2 separate regions of the Rattus norvegicus genome follow, and region 2 is linked to region 1. The links are chromatin contacts, called in public Hi-C maps. All regions are on one chromosome and are shown on one strand. The core of a region is the stretch at or near the end of the contact, and the rest is flanking DNA. Distances in the headings are between cores, read along the strand shown. Region 1 has its middle 59 kb from the start of Trnat-agu8. Region 2 holds the start of Ndufs4 (NADH:ubiquinone oxidoreductase subunit S4).

Region 1 (6,421 bases), core at 1,779-4,278:
AATTCCAGGCCTCCCAGGTCTACACAGTGAGATCCTGCCCAAAAGAAGAACAGAAAGGAAGAAGGAGAGATGTTTCTTTAAAGGAGAATGAACGCCAAGTACTGAGAGGTAAATTTGGAGGAAATGCCAGAGTTGGGAAATGGACGATTTGAAAACATGATGGATAAGATTTGACTAGGCAGTGAGAAATTACAGAATATCAGCATCAAAAACTTGACAGGTCATCTCTTGAGAAAATGCTAATGCAGCTAGTTAAATAGGAAAAGAAGTTTCTAGAAGTTGATTCAGAGAGCATACGAAAGAATCAAGATGCTTTTCAGGAAAACCTGTCAACATTTTTAAAAATAGGGATCTGTAACTTACATCAGGGCTGCCTGCTCCAACACCGCCGCCATCACCCGTCCCACCTGTTCCAGGTCTGGACCACAGGCTCTACGCCATGAGGAGCGAGGGCAGGTTGGGAGGACCAGAGGCGTGTAACTTTATAGAACACCGCCTAAGAGACCCACTTTGATCACACCCGTGTAAGAAAGGGTTTCTTTTTTCCATCAAAGGGAGTTCCCCTGCCAAGAGCCAATATTCATAAATCCCCCCCACCTGGTAAAACTGCTTATGAACAGACCCCCGCCATTCTGGGAACGTGACGGCTCCCGGCAGCTGTCTTCATCTCCCCGTTCCTTCATACCCTTTGTGCCAATTCTTCTTAAACTAAACAGAAGACTGTGAAGTCAGACCCCAGCCAATAGGGGAAAAGTACAGCTACCATCCATGTTAGAATTAAAAATGGTGATCACCAGCAGGCTTACAGACCTCACTAAGAGCCCTCCCTAGCAATCCTCACCCCCAGAGCGCTTCCAACTATCCAAGTAACCACTGAGCTTCCATTCCTTTCCCGCTGTCTGTGTGTGCTGGACATGGGTACCAGAGCCATATTAACTCTGTGGAGTTGAGAATGATGCACAACTTTAAATGCCCCAGGCTATCCTTCTCTGGTAAATAAACAGGCACCCGAACCTCAATTGGGCAGATCGGGAGAAGGCACACTGCCCTGGTTTCCTCCAGAAAACTGAAGTGGGCACATTTATATAAAAGGTCTAAGAGACCCTTAGAATCCCTTCATGGGCGGAACAGTAAGGCAGTCAGCACACAAGGCGATGCCTCTGTCTGCAAATAGAGAGACAGCAATGCACGTCTTAAAGAACACAGAGCCACTAAGACGACAGCAGCAGTAAGAAAAGTGAAGCTTTGGTGTGGCCACCACTTCCACCAGCTACCTGCTACGGAGAACTCAGTATAATAATCTAAGGTAGCCCAGTTAGCAAGCAAACATCAGGAGAGGGCTAGATGGGAAATTAATTATACATGAAGAAAACAAGCAAAGAGAAGAGGCTAGAAAAAAACCAGCCAAAACTCTGGAAGTGAAAAATGTAATGACCGAAATAAAAATTCAGGGAGCAAACAGCAGACTCGCACAAAAGGAAGAAGAAAAGAAACTGGGGCAGCAGAAGCTCTGGATGCTGCTTTTCATTCCCTGGGGACGTTAGAGATGTGAGGACCAGCCTTCTCATCCAATGGAATTCTAAGATAAGGTGAAGGCATCTGGGCTTTGTTCTAAATTCTACCTCTTGTTCAAGGTGGAAACTTAGCATTTCAGGCTGGCCAAAGGGGGTGGAAGGGATTATCATTCCCTGAATGAGACAATGTATCTTTCCTTCCCAGAAACAATTTCTCAGCTCCAATTGCTGGGGACACTTGCAGAGCATGCCACCATGCTAATCTGACCTCTGAGTTAGGACTCAAAAGAGCATAACTCTGCCCTATTTGTTCCTCAGATACTGACCCAAAGCAGAACATGCTTTCCTTGGCCCTCTGGGCTTCCCCGTTTCTTTGAAGATCTTTTGTCACGTGGTTATCTACAGACCTCCATTGCAAACTGCCTGGTTTTCTCTCGTCTCCATTTTCCCTTCTGTCAACTGTGAAGTCTGCAGCTTCCCTGCCCTGTGGTTTTTCTCTCGCACGCTAATAAACTTGTCTTTGACCTTCCTTTCGGGTTCATTGTGAAATGACTTTATTACTGAGAGTAAGAGCCCCAAAAGAGAAAGCTATAGGCCACAGGCATGTTCAGAGAGGATTGGAAAAGAAAGAAAGGTAGAAATGTAGTCTAGAGAAGAAATAACCAAAGTCCATGGGGGGAATGAGTATATGCAAAGCCCAGAATACTCTAAGCAAACTGAAATAAGGTTTTCATGGAGACACAGGATAAACATATTGTCAGAAATCAATGACAAAGGCTCTTGAAAACAGCCAAAAAAAAAAAAAAAAAAAAAAAAAGACTCACTGCTTGTAAGGGAAATCCCCATATGACTACAAGCAGATTTCTAAGCAGAAACATTTAGTGCAGGAAGGTTAACTGATACAGACAAATCAAAAAAAAAAAAAAAAAAAAAGGGGGGGGGGGTACAAGTCGGCCAACCAAAAATCCATCACAGCAAAGTTAGCCCTGAATCCCGATATGGGTGACAGAGAAGGCTTTCCCCAACTGAGTAACAGAAAGAGATTCCATCCTAAGATCTGCCACATAGCAGGCAGTTGAAGCAACAGATAGTTAATTATCGACATAAAACACACAAAGACAAAACTCGGCATCCGGCAAAAGCCGGCATCCACACAAATTCAGAATGTTCTAACCCTCACCAGGACATTGCTCCAGCCTCCCCTTCACCTCCCTTCCTGGTGCTCCCCCTTGAAAGAATTCAGATGAGACACATGCAGCCCAGAGCAGAAGCTAAGCAGGGTTTATTACAAGATATAGTGGACTGAGTGGGCGACGGCCAAAGGGAGCTACGTGTTTAGGTAGGCTTTGTATTGTTTCTAAATCTTGGAACAGACATCGCTCCTGAGGGACGGTTTATGTCTAGGTGACTGACAGTCCGGTGTGGGTTGGCTCTTAAAGGAGAAGTTACAGTGTGTGAGGCCTCCGGTTAGATAGTAAACTTTTGACCTTCCAGCCAGCTCAGAAGTCCGAGTCTCTACCCAGGGCCAGGGACGTGACTCAGATTTCCTCCTTTGGATGAGTAACATGTAACAGACTAGCAGATTAGAACAAATTGCAGCAAAACCCAAAATGAATCTAAAAGGAAAACAAAAGCCTGGGAGAAAGAGCCATCCCTCTGCTCCTCCGGCGATGCGGTCCCTTGGCCCCGGCGACTTCTACCTTCTTGCTTCTTCTCTTACCTGTAGCTGTGCTGTCGCGGAGACCTTCACGTTTTGAGAGCTGCTGTACTGCATTCGTCCCCTTTCACGAGGGCATTTGAACTGCTGCTGGGACGGCTCCCAGTGCTTTTGCCTGCTACTTTTCAGCCCCCAAATGAAAGAGTCTTAATGGGCCTGAGTTCATTTTCAAGTCAAAGACAGAGCAAGCCTCTAGAGGTCAGATCTGAAGGACCATAGCGTATCTGACATCTTCCACCCATCTCCCCAAGAAAATCCTGAGATCTTTCCCTTTTGGGAAATGGGAAACACCTTGCTTTAAGACAGCTTTTGTCCCATTTTCCCAACTCAAAGCTCTCTCCTCATCTAATCTCTGTCTTCTAATTTGCCTTGGGAGTGGTGACAGGTAATATAGGAGCACCAAGTCCAGGAACAAGTGGACTCCTCTTGCTTCTGCTCAAGTGTCTACAAGCTGGGGGATTACAAGGAAGGAATCCATCATCACTGGCCTTCAAAAATCTGCTGGTCTCTAGCTATCTAGCAAAAGTTATCAAAAATAACCATAGATACAGTATTTTAGACACACCATCAAAAGGAATAAAAACCTGTCATTACAAAAAGAAAAAATCAAATCAACACAAAGAAATGAAGAGTCGAAGACTACACAAGAGTCAGAGAACCATGAATGGCAAATGCTTCCCTATCTACAGTGCCCTTAAATGTCCTTGGCTAAAATTGTTTCATCAGAAGGCAGAGTGCTGGAAGCATTAAAAGATGTGGTGGTTAAAAAAAAAAAAGGAAACCAGACACACAAAAGCCCCAAACTTGGGCATTAAAAACACAAAGTACAAGTGAGATGTGTAGGAGGATGTGGGGGAGTATGGAGGAGCGTGAGGGAGCACGGAGGAGTGTGAGGGAGGGCCACTGGCTATGGTGGAGCCTTGATTGACTTCAGTGAACATAATTCAGGGGCTAGGGTCTGGGACAATCAACAGCCACCATAGCCACTGAGAACTAGTAGTTTCTTAGTCTTCCATTTCCAGAACTTGAATAAGTTTCAGAAAAGACTTTTATTGTGGACAATAGTTTAAAAGCAAACAAGCAAAGCTCTCAAGGGGCTGCCACTCAGGGTCTTTTCTAGAGGTTAATGAGGCCTTTCTGGGTAGAACCACGGGAAAGGAAGTGGTCCCTCAGGTTGATCCAACCCCCAAGTGTTCACTCATCCCGGTGACTTGGCTGGTATTTCGGCACACCTTCCAGGGCGGGAAATGTGTGTGAGGCATCTGATCACACATGTCTCCAAGGCTGATGTGCTCATTGAATTGTCATGTAAAGAGAAAGAAAGATGAGAAGGAGAAACCAGGACAGAAGAGTGCCCTTAAATGCTGCTTGCCAGTCCTGCCCTCTGACCAACAGAGATCTGCTAACAGGACCAGAGGCATCAAGGACAACTGCTGAACTGCTGTATTTTAGGGTCCCCCTGACCCTAAAACACTCATCGACGTTTCCTTCTGTTCATATCAAAAGGATAAAAGAAAAATATTGGGTGATATAGTACCCCAAAATAAGTAAAGTCTCTTTGCTTAGGTAAAATCGACTGTCAAAAATGTCTCAGGCATACCTCAGCAAGCCTTTAAAACCAGCATTCAGAAGGCTGAGACAGGAGGATCACAAGGCAGCCTAGATTATATGAGAGAGTTGAGGAGAAAGGTAAAAGGGATAAGAGAGAAATGAGAAAAGAGAGGAGAAGAGGTTCAAATCTGATCTTCTAGTCTGAAGATTTTATTTCAAAGTTTGTGGTGGGATAAAATGGTTGGCCTTCTGCCCACTAAGGGCCCTATCCTTCTCCACTGTTGTTCAAGTCTTAGCTTTCCCCCTGGCTAAAGGGGAGACACGAAGAACCATCTTAACCCCTAATAATCCTGGAATCACATGGTTAATCCAGTGTACTGTCATCCCTATGGCTTGTCTCAGAAAATTAAAAAAAATAATAATAAAAAAATAAAAAATAAACACCAGCTACAAAACCTATCACAGAGACGAAGGTAGCAAAAATATAATAATCTAGGCTTCAATTCATCAAAAAATTATGTAACATGCATGTGGAGCAAGCCTTTAATCTCAGCAGTTAGGAGGCAGAGGCAGGGAGATCTCCATGAGTTCAAGGTCAGCCAGGGCTATGCAGTGACACCCTGTTTCAAAAATTAAAAACAAACAAAGCAACAACAAAAACTGTTCAAAGTTGTGAGCAGACATGCAGCCAGGGCCACAGCATGCAAATGAAAGCAGACTGATGGGAGTGGACAGCAAAACAGTAATAATTTCCAGCAATAAATAGAGGAGCCCACCAGAAAACTATAGTCTTGACCATAAGCCAAACAGAGCTAACTAAAGCAACCAGACTGTTCAAGTCAGCAGGAAGAGAATGAAACATTCTTCCTCAACACACAGAATGTCCTCCAGAATATCATATGGTAGGCCACAAGTCTTAATAAACTTAAGGAGAATTAAATACCTTTCCTAATCATAACAGTATGAAACTAGAAACCAGTAAGAGGAGGAATCCGCACAAATATGTAAACAATTTCAGAAGGGAAATAAAAACGTATCTTGAGACAAATAAGAACGGAAAGACAACATACCGGAGCTTGCAGTGTGCGGCAAACACAGTTTAAAGAGGAAACTTTATAGCCGTAATAAATATCTACACTGAGAAAAAGAGAAACTCCAAAAAAAAAAAAAAAAAAAAAAAAAGCTTACACTCCAAGGAGGTTTAAATAGCAAACCGAGCCACAGATTAGCCTAAGAAAGGAGAGAATGTCATAAACTATTTTTTTAAAGATAAAATTAAGAAACCTTTGGCTAGATAGAAAAGAAGAAAGAATTTGAACAAAAGGAAAGAGGAAACAAACAGCACAACAGGTTCCATCAGAGGAGGATTGTCAGCCCATCATTGCCAGCATACTGCTCACACTTTCACAAGAGAGAAAATTTCCTAAACATATTTAACCTATCTGAGTCATGGAAAACAATAAATCGACACAGAACAATGAGTGAGGAAATTAAATCAGTAATTAAAGGCTTCTTGACAAAGAAAAGCTCAAGACTTGATGTCTCCATCTGTTAATTCTATGACCCATTCTGAGGAGTAATGGTCGAGCTTTTCCAAGCTCCTACCGAAGTGTAGAGAGGGAGAAAACGTCCATTTCGT
Region 2 (6,421 bases), core at 2,464-4,963, 120 kb before region 1:
TTGGGTGGCTGTATATGTATGGGTCACATGTGGGGCAGGCTCTGAATGGGTGTTCCTTCAGCCTCTGTTTTAATCTTTGCCTCCCTATTCCCTGCCAAGGGTATTCTTGTTCCCCTTTTAGAGAAGGAGTGAAGCATTCGCATTTTGGTCATCCTTCTTGAGTTTCATGTGTTCTGTGCATCTAGGGTAATTCAAGCATTTGGGCTAATATCCACTTATCAATGAGTACATACCATGTGTGTTTTTCTGTGATTGGGTTACCTCACTCAGGATGATATTATCCAGTTCCCTCCATTTGCCTACGAATTTCATAAAGTCATTGTTTTTGATAGCTGAGTAATATTCCATTGTGTAGATGTACCACATTTTCTGTATCCATTCCTCTGTTGAAGGGCAGCTGGGTTCTTTCCAGCTCTCAGGAAGCCTTTCTAATAAGGGATTTCCAGATCCCTCTGGACATAGTAATGTGCTACTGCAAGATCTCTTCAGGGAAAGCAAGCATATAGCTGTTATGGTCTCATTTTGTGTTAGGTTCCATCAACAAGGAAGAGGGATGTAGGATGAGTAGAGTTGTAGCTGCTACCTTATACAATGATACGAAGTAATAGATAGGATCTGGAGGCCCAGGGAGTAATTAGGGAATTGGGAAGAAAGAGCCCTCCAGGCAGCAACAGCCCATGGGAGACTGGGGCACTAGACAGAAAAACTTCTGGTGAGCATAGTGGAAGGGGCTGGAGAAGAAGACAGGAAATAGCCCGTTTTGAGCTGATCAGGTATTTTCTCTTTGCCCCCCCGCAAAGCAATGATAATCCATTGGAAAGATTCGTAAATCAGTGTTATATAAATTGGCAGTCAGGATTTGATAATCCAGTATGGACCACGGTCTACATTTAGGTATAGTGAGAATAAAATTATATAGCTTGGTAATTATTGTAAGTAAGATAAAAAATGTTTATTTGATCATTATTTATTGCAGAATTTAAAAAATAAATTGTTCCCAGAGGTAAGAAAAGCCACTAGAAAGTTGATCTTAGGGGCTGGAGAAATGGCTTAGCAGTTGAGAATTCAAGCTGCTCTTTCAATCTTGGGCACCCACGTGGCAGCTCCCAAATGTCTGAGACCATTTCCAAGGGATCCAACACCTGCATGGGCATACATGCAGGCAAAACATCAATGAATGTAAATAAAAATAAATGAATCATAAAAAATGAAATAAATCCTATTTCTTGAAGGATTTTTGCTCTTGCTTCACAAGTCATATCATAGAATGTTCACAAAGGACTAAAACCTACAAAATGCTAAGAAAAGAAAAAAGCAGTCTGGAAATTCTTATAGAGATGTCTAGGGTGGGAGTGAAATTAGAGGTTAGAAAGAGCCTGTCAATGAACGTGACATGTGAGCAAAACTGTAGGGTGAAGGACAGAGACAGAGAGCAGGGGCAAGAGAAAGAGGAGATCAATGGGAGAAGAGTATTCCAGATGCTAGAAAAGCATCCTGGGCCTGGAAAATATCTAAGGTAAAGTCTTTCAGACAAGTGTGCCTGGTACATTCTGGAAATACCTATTGGGTTTAGAGTATAACAACCGAAGGAGAACAGAGTAAGAAGAGAAGTCAGGAGTCTTTTTCCCTCCAGCATTGGGACTGAAACCAGGTGCATCTACATGATAAACATATGTCATCCCATTGAGCTACATCTTCACCCCTACATTGGCCTTAAAATATCATAATACAGTCAGTGTCTGGGTTTTCTGCTGATGAGCACACCTTGGGGTGTTTAATAGAAAAGAAGGGAATGTGTGACTTCTGACCCAATAGCTCCGATTGCTGGGCTAAAGCACATTGGGCAAATGCAAACATCCCTACCAAAGGGGACTGTGGTTTGGATCAGAGTACTACTAGGAGAGGCAGAGAACATAGTCAAATTCTGAATATATTTGAAAGGTTGAGGCAAAAAGAGGAACTAAGAACCACCCTATGACTTGGGTAGACAGTTCAGTGGTAAAGTGCTTGCCACCAAGCCTATGACATTAGTTGGAATGAGAAAACTGACTGCTGAAGTTGTTCTCCAACCTCCACATAGGACATGGCACACATTTGCATGCATACACACTGGGACAGTTTGTATATGCTTGGCCCAGGGGGTGGCACTATTAAGAGGTGGCCTTATTGGAGTAGTAGGTGTGTCACTGTGGGAGTGGACTTAACACCTTGATCCTAGTTGCCTGGAAGCCAATATTCTGCTAGTAGTCTTCAGATGAAGATGTAGAACTTTCAGCCCTACCTGCCATGCTTGCCTGGACATTGTCATGCTCCTGCCTTGATGATAGCCTTGATGATACTGGACTGATTCTCTGAACCTATAAGTCAGACCCAATTAAATGTTGTCCTTATAAGAGTTGCCTAGGTCATGGTGTCAGTTCACAGTAAAACCTAACTAAGACACACATATAAATGAACAAACTTAAAAAGAATCATCACAGGTATTATAAATACCTAGATCAATACTATATCAATATAAAATCATTTTTTAGGCGATCTGTTAAATAAGTTCTTGCAAAACTAATATTCTCTCATTAATGTTGGGTTATCATTTGAGAAACGACGTTGAAAACATTAGTGGATGAGAAGCTATGTTAATACTCTGGAGGCTGAAGGAGGAGGATTGTAAGTTGCAGTTTAGCCTGGATAACATCGAGAGATCCTGTCTCTTAACAAGAAACAAAGAGGCTAGGAATGTAGTTTAGTGATCAATTGCACACTTGCCCTGGATTCGAAGCCCCAGACTTGGAAGAAAGAAAAAGAAAAGGTTTGTTGTTGAAGTACGGAAGAGCCAGGTAAGAATAGATAAGACTCTTGGCAGTTAAACCTGGTTATAGTTTATAATCTTTGGTTATTGTTTCTTTTAATAGTCATTAGAATGGGATGGGTAACATATGAAAGGGATGATGGAGTTAGGAAGAGTAATCGAAATGGCTCCGCCCCTTTTCCGGGTGGGGGATGGGGGCGAGGTGTTTGCTAGGTAGTTCCAGAGACAGTCTTCTATCCTCTACCCTCAGCCTTAAATCCAAGTCTTACCAGAAATCAAAGGCTTACAAGAACAGATCACCAATGCCTTTGGCTACCTGCTTGCCAGGCAAGCGCTCTACCTACTGAGCTACATCCCCAGCCCCCACCAGATTTCATGTAAATCCATATGTTCTTTCTTCCTATTTTTTTTTTATCTTTGGCGAGGCCAGATTTTTAGTGTGGAAAATATGATTATTATAACTACAGACCATCAAACTGAGTGCAGCCTGTTATGAAGGCTTGCAAACGGAATCTGGCAACACTTTGGGAAAGTACTACTTTAGTTTCTCAAAGACTCAAGGAGCCCTCCGGCTCTTCCAGTGGGCTCAGTCTCAGATATTCTGAGTTCTTTGAAAAATTATGAGTTACAGGTGTTTATATTTTTGAAGTGTTTTCTTTGGGGCTTCTCAGCCTCAGTGTAAATGACCAACCTTACTAACAAGTATTACTTCTCCATTCACTAAATTTTTTTCATCCATTTTCCTCCTTATTTCCTTTAACTAGATCTTTTATCTCTTTTCTAGACTCTCAATATCAAAAAGAAAACAAACACAACATGATTTGTGTTTTTGCGGCCGCACTGCTTTGAGAACGAAGGAAGTGAGTCCCTAGCGGGGATCCGTACTCCCATCCTGGCGTTTGCCCACAGGAAGATGGCGGCGGTCTCAATGTCAGTGTCGCTGAGACAGGCGTTGTTGAGGCAAAGGGCAGTAGCTACAGCTGCGGTTTCCGTCTGCAGAGTTCCATCCAGGTAACATAATTGTCAGCCTAGTCGAGCTATTCATTCAGGATTCCCAGGTCGCTCCACTTTGGCGGGGGCCGGGCCTGCTGGGCCCTGGAGGCGGTCTTGGGAACGCGTCCTCCTCTGACCCTTCCTCGGGATGCGGGGACGGACTCTGGTCTCCCGCAAGGCGCCTATGGAGCCTCGGGTTCTCGGGAGCCCTGGGTCTGCAGCTGCGGGTGAGGGTCTATGCGGAGGAGCTGTGAACCGGACTGTGGCTCCTGAGAAGGGGAGGAGTCTGGGCGACTTCTCTCCCAATGTCCTTGCATCCCTTCCGTTTGTCACCTGTTTGCCCCATTCCAGCCTGAAAGGGTAAATCCCTGCTTTCCTTTCCCTGGCATTAGTTACTGTCGACTGAGCTTCTGAACAGAAAGGATGTTGTATTCATTATTTTGCATAAGAGGAAAACTTCTTAGGACTTCAGGGTTTATAGTAATATTCATCGGAAGGTTATAGCGTACCTGTTTTCTATGTGTAGTAGGAATGGAACCCCTGACTGTGCGTCCGAGGCTTGAGCTCCACCACCGAGCTACGCCCTCAGGCAATAAGGTGGCTTTTATTTTTATCTATTTATTTCGTTTGTTTGAGACAGAATCACACTATGTAGCCCTAAGTGGCCTGGAACTCAGATCTGCCCGCCAGAAAGATAGTTCTAAATAGTGCTGGAAGGTTTCTCATGTACTTTTTTTTTTTTTTTTTTTTTTTAACTAACCCTAGTGAAAGCATTGTTAATTGTTATCTTGAGTTATTTTTGTGGTGACTGTCCTCCCCCCGCCCCCGCCGTCTCCCGCGGCATTACATTATTTTACATAGTTCTCTTTTCCTGAACTTTTTATTAGTACATGTTTACGCATAAGCATTTTAATCTATGAGGTACTGTGTTTTATCACTTGTTTCGCAGTGGCCTTATATTGACAGCTGCATGATGTGGAGATTACATTAAATGTTTACAGTGAAGATAGAAGACTGTAAGGGGTGGGAAGAATATGGTACTTAAATAAGAAAAAAAAAAAAAAAAAAAAAAGGAAAAGTCAGACACACTAGCTCTGGAGAGCAGAGCCAGAGGCAGTTGGATCTCTGTGAGTTCCAGGACAACCAGGGCTATTTAAAGAGACCCTGTCTCAAACAAAGCAAAACCATTAAATAGCTTTTAAAAATATAAAGGAAAACAGGATCTATCAAAGTGTTTGTTGATTTAGCGTTAAGCTCAATATAGAGGGAATAGAGAGTTAAAATGAGCTGGTTAGAACTTTTGGAGGCAAATTTTGTTGCAGTTTTAAGTAGTGGTTGTTTGGTGGGAAAGAAAGGTTGCCCTGGATAAAGTCAGGAGATTTGTAAAAGTTTTCAGAGACTGGGGATGTAGTTGACTTGGTACAGAGAGGCCTAGCATTCATGAAGTACTGCTGGGTTCAGTCTCTAGCACCTAATAAAACCTTCCTTGGGCACATAAACTCTAATCCCAGCACTCCAGAGTTGCAAAACTGTATGCGTTGGGGGATGGGTGTTCTGTAGGCAGTCGTAGAGCAGTACATATATATAGTATACAGTCACTGGAAAATAAATATTGTAATACCGGTGGGAAGAAAAAGATAAATTTATAATTAAGTGCTTTACATACGAGGAACTTGGGAAATACCAAATTGTTCTTTAAGATGGAATACTCCAGTGATTACTTATGGCTAACATGGTGGTGATCTAGTTTAGATCTTTCCACTTAACATATTACTTACATAAGGTAAGACTAATGTGCTCTTTATAGAACTTGAACTGAAAACAAATTTAAGGGACCATCAGTGTATTTCTCAATAATTATGGTAGTTGAAATTAAGATAATACAAGGTTTTACGAATGGAGAGCTATTACTACACATCTAAACTTAACAGGATTTGCTTGTAAATATGTTATTATAGATTTGAAAATAGCATATATAAATTATATGAGATCACGCTTGTTTCATAGTTAAAAAATTAAAAGCCAGGGAAAATAATTTTGACTTCACACTACCACATTTTATTTTTTTACTTTTATGATGTGCATCTTAATTGAGACAATTATGTTTCCCCTCCAGAGTTTATGTGGAAACTTCTTACAGTATGTGATTAAATTAATGATTTGTAAAGACTGGACAGAAAGAAATCCAACCCATCAGGGCAATTTAAATATCAATTTCTTTTTAAAATCTTTTTGTAACCCTTAAAGAAAGTGCAGTGACAAGCTCCATCAGGTGAGTGAAATAAAGGAGCCAGACCAGTGAGCAGGCAGTGAGAGGTAGAGGACTGGGAACTGGCGTCAGTGGTCGGAGGAAGCAGTTACTACTACAGTGACACATGAATGCAATTAAAATGTCAATGTAAAGAAGACCAGCAAGTGAGAAAGAAAAGGTAAAACCATAGACGTGTCCTGACAGGAGAGAAAGCTGAGTAGGCCTAGGGTTGGCAGCTTGTGTTCTGTGAGCTTCCATTCCTTGCCTGAAGAGGTTAAAAGCATGCTTAGTCATCCATTCTTGTCCTTACTCTCCCTAACTATCCTAAGGGATTTTCTGACACAAATTCTATTTAAAATGTGAGTCTATCA

The links. Hi-C and Micro-C count contacts between places; a contact is called where the count stands out from the background.
Region 2: a contact with region 1 is called in a Hi-C map of liver, with 1.9 times the contacts expected there. The contact joins the promoter of Ndufs4 here to the enhancer-like site in region 1. A contact is called at or near these places in 2 of 12 Hi-C or Micro-C datasets (both in liver).

Annotation. Positions count from the first base shown.
Region 1 is chr2:47,668,983-47,675,403 of GRCr8, reverse strand. No RefSeq gene overlaps it. Among named protein-coding and RNA genes, the nearest start is that of Trnat-agu8, 59 kb to the left of the region's middle. Within about 2 kb of position 3,028, at least 5 of the 93 cell types and tissues checked have an H3K27ac peak or open chromatin away from gene starts, as enhancers often do. A contact at or near this core is called in liver, where this site is marked.
Region 2 is chr2:47,792,206-47,798,626 of GRCr8, reverse strand. It overlaps Ndufs4 (NADH:ubiquinone oxidoreductase subunit S4), which reads left to right and starts at 3,713. Exons shown (of 5, transcript NM_001025146.1): 1 at 3,713-3,817. The coding sequence starts at 3,720.